Regions from separate parts of the Mus musculus genome. Here region 2 is linked to region 1. A link is a contact called in public HiChIP or PLAC-seq data. All regions are on one chromosome and are shown on one strand. Each heading gives the region's core, a stretch centred on a gene start, on an enhancer-like site or on the middle of the called end of the contact. The rest is flanking DNA. Distances are from core to core; before and after follow the strand shown. Region 1 has its middle 13 kb from the start of H6pd. Region 2 overlaps Rere (arginine glutamic acid dipeptide (RE) repeats).

The links. HiChIP or PLAC-seq counts read pairs in DNA pulled down with a chosen protein or histone mark.
Region 2: a contact with region 1 is called in an H3K27ac HiChIP or PLAC-seq map of microglia, with 5 times the contacts expected there. The contact joins two enhancer-like sites. A contact is called at or near these places in 2 of 115 datasets of contacts at active chromatin or transcription factors (microglia and pancreatic cancer cells).

Annotation. Positions count from the first base shown.
Region 1 is chr4:150,013,929-150,017,851 of GRCm38.p6, forward strand. No RefSeq gene overlaps it. Among named protein-coding and RNA genes, the nearest start is that of H6pd, 13 kb to the left of the region's middle. Within about 2 kb of position 1,678, at least 26 of the 459 cell types and tissues checked have an H3K27ac peak or open chromatin away from gene starts, as enhancers often do. A contact at or near this core is called in microglia, where this site is marked.
Region 2 is chr4:150,471,272-150,475,694 of GRCm38.p6, forward strand. All of the region lies in intron 6 of Rere (arginine glutamic acid dipeptide (RE) repeats), which reads left to right. Among named protein-coding and RNA genes, the nearest start is that of Gm52709, 6.1 kb to the left of the region's middle. Within about 2 kb of position 2,095, at least 89 of the 459 cell types and tissues checked have an H3K27ac peak or open chromatin away from gene starts, as enhancers often do. A contact at or near this core is called in microglia, where this site is marked.

The DNA.
Region 1 (3,923 bases), core at 428-2,927:
AAAGTTTATTTCAGCTTACATTTTACATGCCATGACTCAGGGAAGTTCTGGAAGCAGGAACTGAATCCGAAACCAGGAAGGAAAAAGTCTCACTGGCCCGCTCCCCATGGCTTGTTCAGCTGCTTTTTTATACATCCCAGGACCTGCCCAGAGATGGTACCAACTGCAATGAGCTGGACCCTCCCATAAGGATCATTAATCAAGAAAATGACCCACAAACTTGCCTGCAGGCCAGCCTGATAGAAGCATTTTTTTACAATTGAGGTTCCCTCTTTCCAAATGACTCTAGCTTGTAGCAAGTTGACAAAAGAACACCATCAACAACATCAAAAACAATAATAACATCAACAACATCAACAACAACAACAACAATAATAACATAAACATCAACAACAATAATAACATCAACAGCAAAAACAGCAACAACAATAGTAACAATAGCAGCGAAAACAACAACAACAACAACAACAAAAACTACTACTACTACTACTACTACTACTACTACTACTACTACTACCACCAGCACACAGGGCCTCAAGTAGGCCAGGCTGGCCCCAATTTCACTATGTAGCTGAGGATGACCTTGAATGTCTCCTCCTCCTGCCTCCTGGGATACTAGGATATAGGTGTGCACCATCAGGCCTGGTTCATGCAAACTGGAGGAAGATTGACGTCAGAGCCTGTGTGTGCTAGACTAGCACTATTCCACCTGAGCTACCTCCCCACCCCCAACTCCCCAGAGCTGATTGCAAATGTTCTTCATTTTATTAGCGATCTCTTCACCTTCCTGATGGTGTCCTTTAAGACATAAAAGTTTTTCATTCTGATGATGTCCGGTTTATCTATTTTTACTTTTGCTGTCTTTGTTCTTAGTGTCCTAGCTAAGAAGGCTTTACTTAGCCCAACCCAATGTCATAAAGATTTTTTTTTCTTTGTGTGGTACTGAGGCTGAAGTCCAGGTCCTTATGTACACAAGGCAAGTGCTCTACCACAGATCCACACCACTGAGCCACACCACAGTCCTGCCAGGGAAATGTGTGCTTTGCATCCCATCTTGCATGGACGTCAACCTTTAGGTTCCTGTTTGAGATGTTTGCTGGTTTTGTCTTTTGCATTCCTGAGGATAAAACCCAGGCCCCTGAGCATAAGACAAACCCTATCTATATCCCTAGCCCGACTTAAGTTTCAGATCACTTTTAGTTAATTTCCTTGGTGGCACGTAGACATCTGCCTGTTTTGGGACGCACATGGTACACCTTTGAAACATTTGCTCACAGACACACAACACTGACATGACTGAAACGCCTGCCCCATCCAGTGAGACCTACCTGGGATAGCAATGCCTAGCAAATAAAAGACCCTCAAGACAATGGTCCACAGAATGTGGGTGAGCTGAGGAGTCAGAGCTTCCAAGCCTGGGAGGTAGGGGAGGGAAGAGGGCTTCACTCTGCCCACAACTAAGGTGACTAAGGGGGTGTCTGAAGAGTGCTCTGATAATACCCTTGGGCAGAAGAGGGTACACTAGCCACTTGGCTCCTGTCTGAGTCAGATGGAGGGAAACAGAGACCCAAAATTGGTTTGGGGTTTCCCTAGGAGTGGGGAGCAGAGGGAAGAGAGAGATCAGGAGCAGCTAGCCTGGGCGTGAGCCAGGGCAGGGACCTTGAATAAGAAAAGAGAAGCACTTGTCCTCCTGGGTGCCATCCGGTGCCTGGAGCTTCAAGAGAGGAAGCAGGGCGAGCTCTTAACAGATACAACAAAAAAGATAAAAGTGCTGGCAGCTGCCCCTGCCATCCCTGCACCAGCAAGCGCTACATTGTAGCCTTTGGGCTAAGAGAACACACAGCCCGGCTATGGCCAAGCGGCTGGCAAGCCTGGGGTCTTGAGGGAAGGACGAGGCATCCTTGTAGGAGAAATGTGATGGTCAGCAGGACCTCACAAGACACTGGCTCCTCCAGGAAGCAAGCTCCCTCTGCCTCTCCCCAGCCTGCCACTGCAGTGGCCTGGTCTGGGGGCCAAGAGTTGGGAAGCCTCTGGTGAGCCAGCAGTTCCCAAGTGGCTGCAGGGTCAAGGGGGGGGGGGGACGGACGACAACGACACAGGTCTACTCTCAAAGGCTCCTTGCGTTCCTCTTGTAGTGGAAATGAAGGTAAGACACCCCTCATCCATTCAGCCAGCAGCACCTGCCAGGTGCTTCCAGGCTCAGGGGCACAGCCAAGGGCTGTTCTCAGGCAGCCTCTAGTCTATTCTCTATCTGCATAGGGGACAGACAGAAATCAAATAGGGACTCAGAGTGTAGCCAATTCCAGGAAAGGAGAGAAGAGCTGAGTGATGGGTTGAATCTCCCTGCGTCTTAGAGATGGGATCTTCTGGAGGTGACATTGGACAGTGGATGGAGGGACAGAGACTGGCACACAAAAGCTGGAGGAAAATGTCCCAGGGACAAAGGTCCAAGGTACCTCCGAAGAGCTGAAAGGCACCAGCACCATCTGGTTCCAGAGCAGTGGCTTCCTGGGGACAGGTTCCCTGGGGCACACACAGGACCTGGGACTGATTCCCATTGCCAATAGAAGGCTCTGTGGGATGTTAAATAAGAATGGCAAATGGTTATCATCTTAAAAGTCTTCTGTGTCTGGGTGTGGTCTAGCTCCTTTCCACACAGAAGTCCTGACTTGGAGGGAGAGAGAGAGCTCGGAGGATGCCGAGTTTGAGGCCAGCCTGGGCTACCTAGTGAGTCTAATGTGAACCTGGGTTACAGAGCTCAGGCTCTGTCGCAAAATAAGTAAATAGTTAAGGGATGGGGATGGAACTCGGTTGGTAGGGTGCTGGCCCAACATGCAGGAAGCCCTGCGTTTGATATCAGTGTCACATATACCGGGTGTGGTGGCACATTCCTATGATGCCAACACTGAGGAGGTAGCTTCAGGAAGATCAGAAGTTCAGTGTCATCTTTAGCTACCTGGGTTCATCCCGAGCTGCGTGGGACCCTGTCTCACAAATAAAGAAAGAGGATGCAAGCTATTTTAGGCTTTTGGATTACAGATAAGAGTGTTGGGTAGAGCTCTTAGTAGGGCCATTCAGGCTATCATCATCATCATGGTACATCCCACACATCACGTGCGCACAGCATCATGGTACATTGAAAGTTCGGGCTGCAAGTGGTGGTGCACGCCTTTAATCCCAGCACTTGAAAAGGCAGAGACAGGTGGGTCTCTGAGAATGAGGTCAGCCTGGTCTGCAGAGGGAGTTCCAGGCCAGCCAAGACTACAAAGAGAGACTTCGTCTCTAACAAACAAACAAACAAACAAACAAACAAACAAACGTAAGTGTGAGGCTAGGAAAGAAGTTCTATAGTAGAGTACTTGCCTAGCATGCATGTACCTAGCATGCATGTACCTAGCATGTATGTACCTAGCATGTATGTACCTAGCATGTATGTACCTAGCATGCATGTACCTAGCATGTATGTACCTAGCATGCATGTACCTAGTAGGTATGTACCTAGCATACATGTACTTAGCATGTATGTACCTAGCATGTATGTACCTAATAGGTATGTACCTAGCATGCATGTATGTACCTAGATGCACCTAGCATGTATGTACCTAGCATGCATGTATCTAGCATGTATGTACCTAGTAGGCATGTACTTAGCATGCACGTACCTAGCATGCATGTACCTAGCATGTATGTACCTAGTAGGTATGTACTTAGCATGCATGTACCTAGCATGCATGTACCTAGCATGTATGTACCTAGCATGTGTGTACCTAACATGTATGAGGTTCTGGGTTTTGATTTCCAGCACTGAATAAGGAGATCACTGTGGGTTCTTAAAAGGAAAACAGATCCAGACCCAACTGACCTGGAGAGACGACTTCTTGTTTTCAAAGTCCCCAACAAGAGAAAGAGAGGCTGACATGGCA
Region 2 (4,423 bases), core at 845-3,344, 460 kb after region 1:
AACCAAACCTATTCAAATCTCCACAGTAGCCAACATCACAACAACAAAACTCCTATTTCTTCCTTCCTTCCTCCCTTTTGTTTCTTTTTTTCATTCACTCGACAGAATTTGAGTTCAATAAAAGCCATTGAAACTTGCTGGCTTTAGCTGAGATGCCTTTGTCCCTGGCGTGGTGCTCACCTGTCACATGTTCAGTGATAGAGCCAGCGGTCTCCTTTGCAAAGCTGTAGAGATAGATCCAGTTACTTTAGGAAATGAATTGTTTTATTTTAATTTCACTTCTCAGGAGTTTTCCACTTTTTTTTTTCTTTTTAACTATTTAAAGATGTAAAATTGAAGCCGGGCGTGGTGGCGCACTCCTTTAATCCCAGCACTTGGGAGGCAGAGGCAGGTGGATCTCTGAGTTTGAGGCCAGCCTGGTCTACAAAGTGAGTTCCAGGACAGCCAGGGCTTTAAAGAGAAACCCTGTCTCAAAAAACAACAACAAAAGAATGTAAAATTGGCCGGGCAGTCTTGATGCACGCTTCTGGGTCACTCTAGACTTGCATTGCTCCTTCTGGGTCACTCTAGGCTTGCAGTGCTCCTTCTGGGTCACTCTAGGCTTGCAGTGCTCCTTCTGAGTCACTCTAGGCTTGCAGTGCTCCTTCTGGGTCACTCTAGACTTGCAGTGCTCCTTCTGAGTCACTCTAGGCTTGCAGTGCTCCTTCTGGGTCACTCTAGGCTTGCAGTGCTCCTTCTGGGTCACTCTAGACTTCCAGTGCTCCTTCTGGGTCACTCTAGACTTGCAGTGCTCTTTCTGGGCATGAGAAGTCATTAGCCACTGCCCTGTCCCAGGTATCTGAGTAGAATCTTTACTGACTGTAAATCATACTGACTGTTTTAATCCTTTTGTTATATTAGCTTAGAGGTTGTACAAAGGGCTGGAGAGCTGGCTCAGCAGTTAAGAGTACTGACTGCTTTTCTAGAGGTCCTGAGTTCAATTCCCAGCAACCACATGGTGGCTCACAACCATCTGTAATGAGATCTGATGCTCTCTCTTGGTGTGTCTGAAGACAGCTACAGTGTACTCATATACATAAAATAAATACTTTTTAAAAAGAATTTTTAAAAAATGTTATAAAAATAGTAGTAGGTCTGGTACGAAACCTTCATCTCCATTTTTTTTCTTAAATGATTTATTTTTGAGATCGAATGTATCATCTCACATCCCTTTCCTTCCTCTAAGCCCTCCCATAAGACATTTTTCTACTCTCTTTTTTCAAATTCATGACCTTTTTTTCATTAGTTATTGTAACATAAAGATGCATGTTATAAATTCCTAAGTACGTAAGTACACCCTGTCCTGTCTGTATATTGTCACTTGTATGTATGTTTTCAGGGCTGACCATTTGGTATTGGATAGCCACAGAGAAGTGTAGTTCTAGCCTCTCATTGAGGAAAATTCTCCAGTTTCCTTTTATTTGGCCTAAATGACACATTTCTCGGTGACCTGGTGACTGGATGACAAGTGCTCACTGTGTTGCTCTGTGGTCTGGCCTCGTAAATCTTGTTGAAACCCTGGCGTTTGCCAGCATCTGATGCCCAGTGTGTGGCTCTAATCTCATTCTCTGCAGTGGTATCTCGGCAAGGAAAGTTTTGGGGTGTTTCTGTGGTTACCGTCCATCAAACAGGATGTGGCAGAACCCTATTAGTCTTCATTTATTCCTTTGTCTTCTCCAGAGTTTGGGTCCTTTAGCTTAAACTTCTGATGAGTGAGACGTGATGGTTGAGGCTTCAGTGTGTTCTCTCCGTTCCTCTTTTTATAGCTTTCCCACAGGGAAGGGCACTTCCTTTTTTCTCAATGTAAACCAGTGCTGTTACTATAGATAAGTTCAATTTTGAAGGGGACACAAATAAAACAGTTCATGGGCACATGAAAGGGGATCAAATGAGTATAATGGAGAAAACTAGAGGACAAAAAAGGAAAAAGCGAAAGGCTCATGGTGTTGGCTCTCAGTGCCATTCTTTCAAAGATCAAAGGACTCCGGTACATGGAGTCCTGCCGTGTGCAGCCATTGACTGGGCTCTGCCATCCCATTCACTGGTGAGGAAGCTGATGTCTATATTTTTCTTTCAAGCTGGTGCTAGAGTTGGGTTATAAAAGAGAAGGAGAGCTTTGTCCTTTAGTCACTGTGAATCAAAAGAAAAACAGAATTCCTCTGTGGGTTTTGCTTTGTAAATTGTGACATCTTAGCTTTTCCTTACCCAAAAGAAATTCGTCCTCAGTCTGGGCTATATTGAGCAGTGTGTGCTGAGCAATGCAACTGCTCTGTGGCCTGCTTTGGGCCCTTGGCTTTAGCCACCCCTATCTTTACCTTTCTGGTAAATTTCAAGTAGGTGCCTGTTTCCTTAGTTCATGACCCCCACTCACCGCTGCCATCACAGAAGCCAGCATTTGATTGGGGTTATGCTGTTGCCTAGGTAGCATTTTTGGTTGACATTGTGACATAACAGTGGAAAGTGCCAGATTCAAACAAGATGACTTCAGCTGAATCCTGCTTTGACATAGCTTTGTGACAGAATCAAATTTGCTGATTTTTGAGTCATCCTTTTGACACTTACTCTGGGTCATGTGACCTAGCAGCGGCATCATAACTTGAACACATATCTTTTGGCCTAATGTCCACTCCAGCAGACATGTGGAAAGCACTCACAGAGGTCTCATATAGGTCGCCTTACTAATTTATGTTCTTTTTCAGTTACTGAATTTCAATAAGGTCTATAAAAATTAGTGTTCAAGAAAGGAAATCTTATAATACAGTTATTTGTGGTACTGATGATAATCATCCATGGATTTTGTTTCTTGTCACCCAGTAGGTGGCTTGATTGGATATTCTTTGGTACAGGGAGCTAAACTTAGCCCTAGGAGCTGTCGGCAAAGCTCCAGGCATGCATGAGCCCACATGCTCGACTGTCTCTTGCTGTTGGCTCGTGTTGCTTTCCCCTTTAGGATGACGCTCTGTCGGTGATGTGTGGAGTAGCTGCTCTCTGACTGAGACTTGTGACTGGGAGAGTGTGCTATGATAGTGCCCTGACGGGAGGACAGTATGGGAGGTCACAGGTTGCCCTTGACTTGATGGCTGGGTTTCAGCTTACTCACTCTCTGCCTCATATTTCTAGTAGTTACAAGGGGGAAAAACCATAGTAAGGTAGTTCAGGCTGCAGGTTACCGTCTTACCTAGGGAGTCATATTTTAGAAAGGTGGCTTAGGGTAGAATTTCTAAAGTTCATGGCCCTTGACCAAATTATTCAGAGCTTCTGATTTTCATTATGTTCAACCTGCATTAATTTACCTCCTTGTTTTGCTGTGAGCAGCTGCCATATTTATGGTAAAAAAAAAAAATTCATTACCTCTGCAGAGAATCCCTTAAGAAGCTTTATGTTTCGCAGAGTTCTGTCTCTTTCAGCTTAAGCTTCACTGTTTTGGACTTGAACATTCTTACTGTTTTGTCCACATGCGTCAGTGTGCGTTGGACAGCAGGTCTTGCTCTTGTCTTTGTCCACACAATGTTTAGCACCTTTTTGCCCTGCTAGCAGTTAAGGTCTCTTCATTCTAGGTTTTACTGTGGGTTCCAATGTTGCTTTTCCATGAGAGCCTTGTGGTAGCCTCTTTACTTCTCTGAAAAGATGCTGACATGGGCCATATGACTGCAGTGAGTGTGTTAATCAGCTGATGGAGGACGGCCGTGCTTGGAGACTTTCCGGTCCGCAGTCTGCTTTCTGTTTATCTTCTGGTGACTGCTGTGCTCACTGGGCGGGAATTGTGTCCCGCACGGCTTTCATTAGTTGTTTCCTAAGCGCTGATCTTAAGCTTGTCGACTTGGAACTCTGGGTAATAGTGCACAACCTTTTTCTGTATTTTTGTCACTTTTAAAAAAAAAGATCTACTTTTATGTGCATTGGTGTTTTGTCTCTGTATAAGAGTGTAAGATCCTCTCAAACTGAAATTGTGGACAGTTGTGAGCTGCAATGTGGGTGCTGGGAATTGAACCGGGGTCCTCTGGAAGAGCAGCCAGTGTTCTTAAGTGCTGAGCCATCTCTCCAGCCTTACTTTGTCACACCCTTAAAAGTTGCTTGTATTTTAAGTTATAAGACAAAAATGTCTATATGATTACATTTACCATGAAAAACAAAAGAATACAAGTCCTCTATGCTCAGAAATGTAATACTTCTCTTCAAATAACTTTTGATATAAGGGGAAGTAAAGCTAAAACAAAAGAAGTTTGTAAAAATGAAAATGCCATATATTCTTGGCCTACATTTTGGAAATGATCAAAGGAAAATCAGTTGCACTAAATATATGATTAAAATTTTTCTTGAAGAATTTAAAGAATTATTTATTTTATGTATATGAGTATACTGTAGCTGTCTTCAGACACCCCAG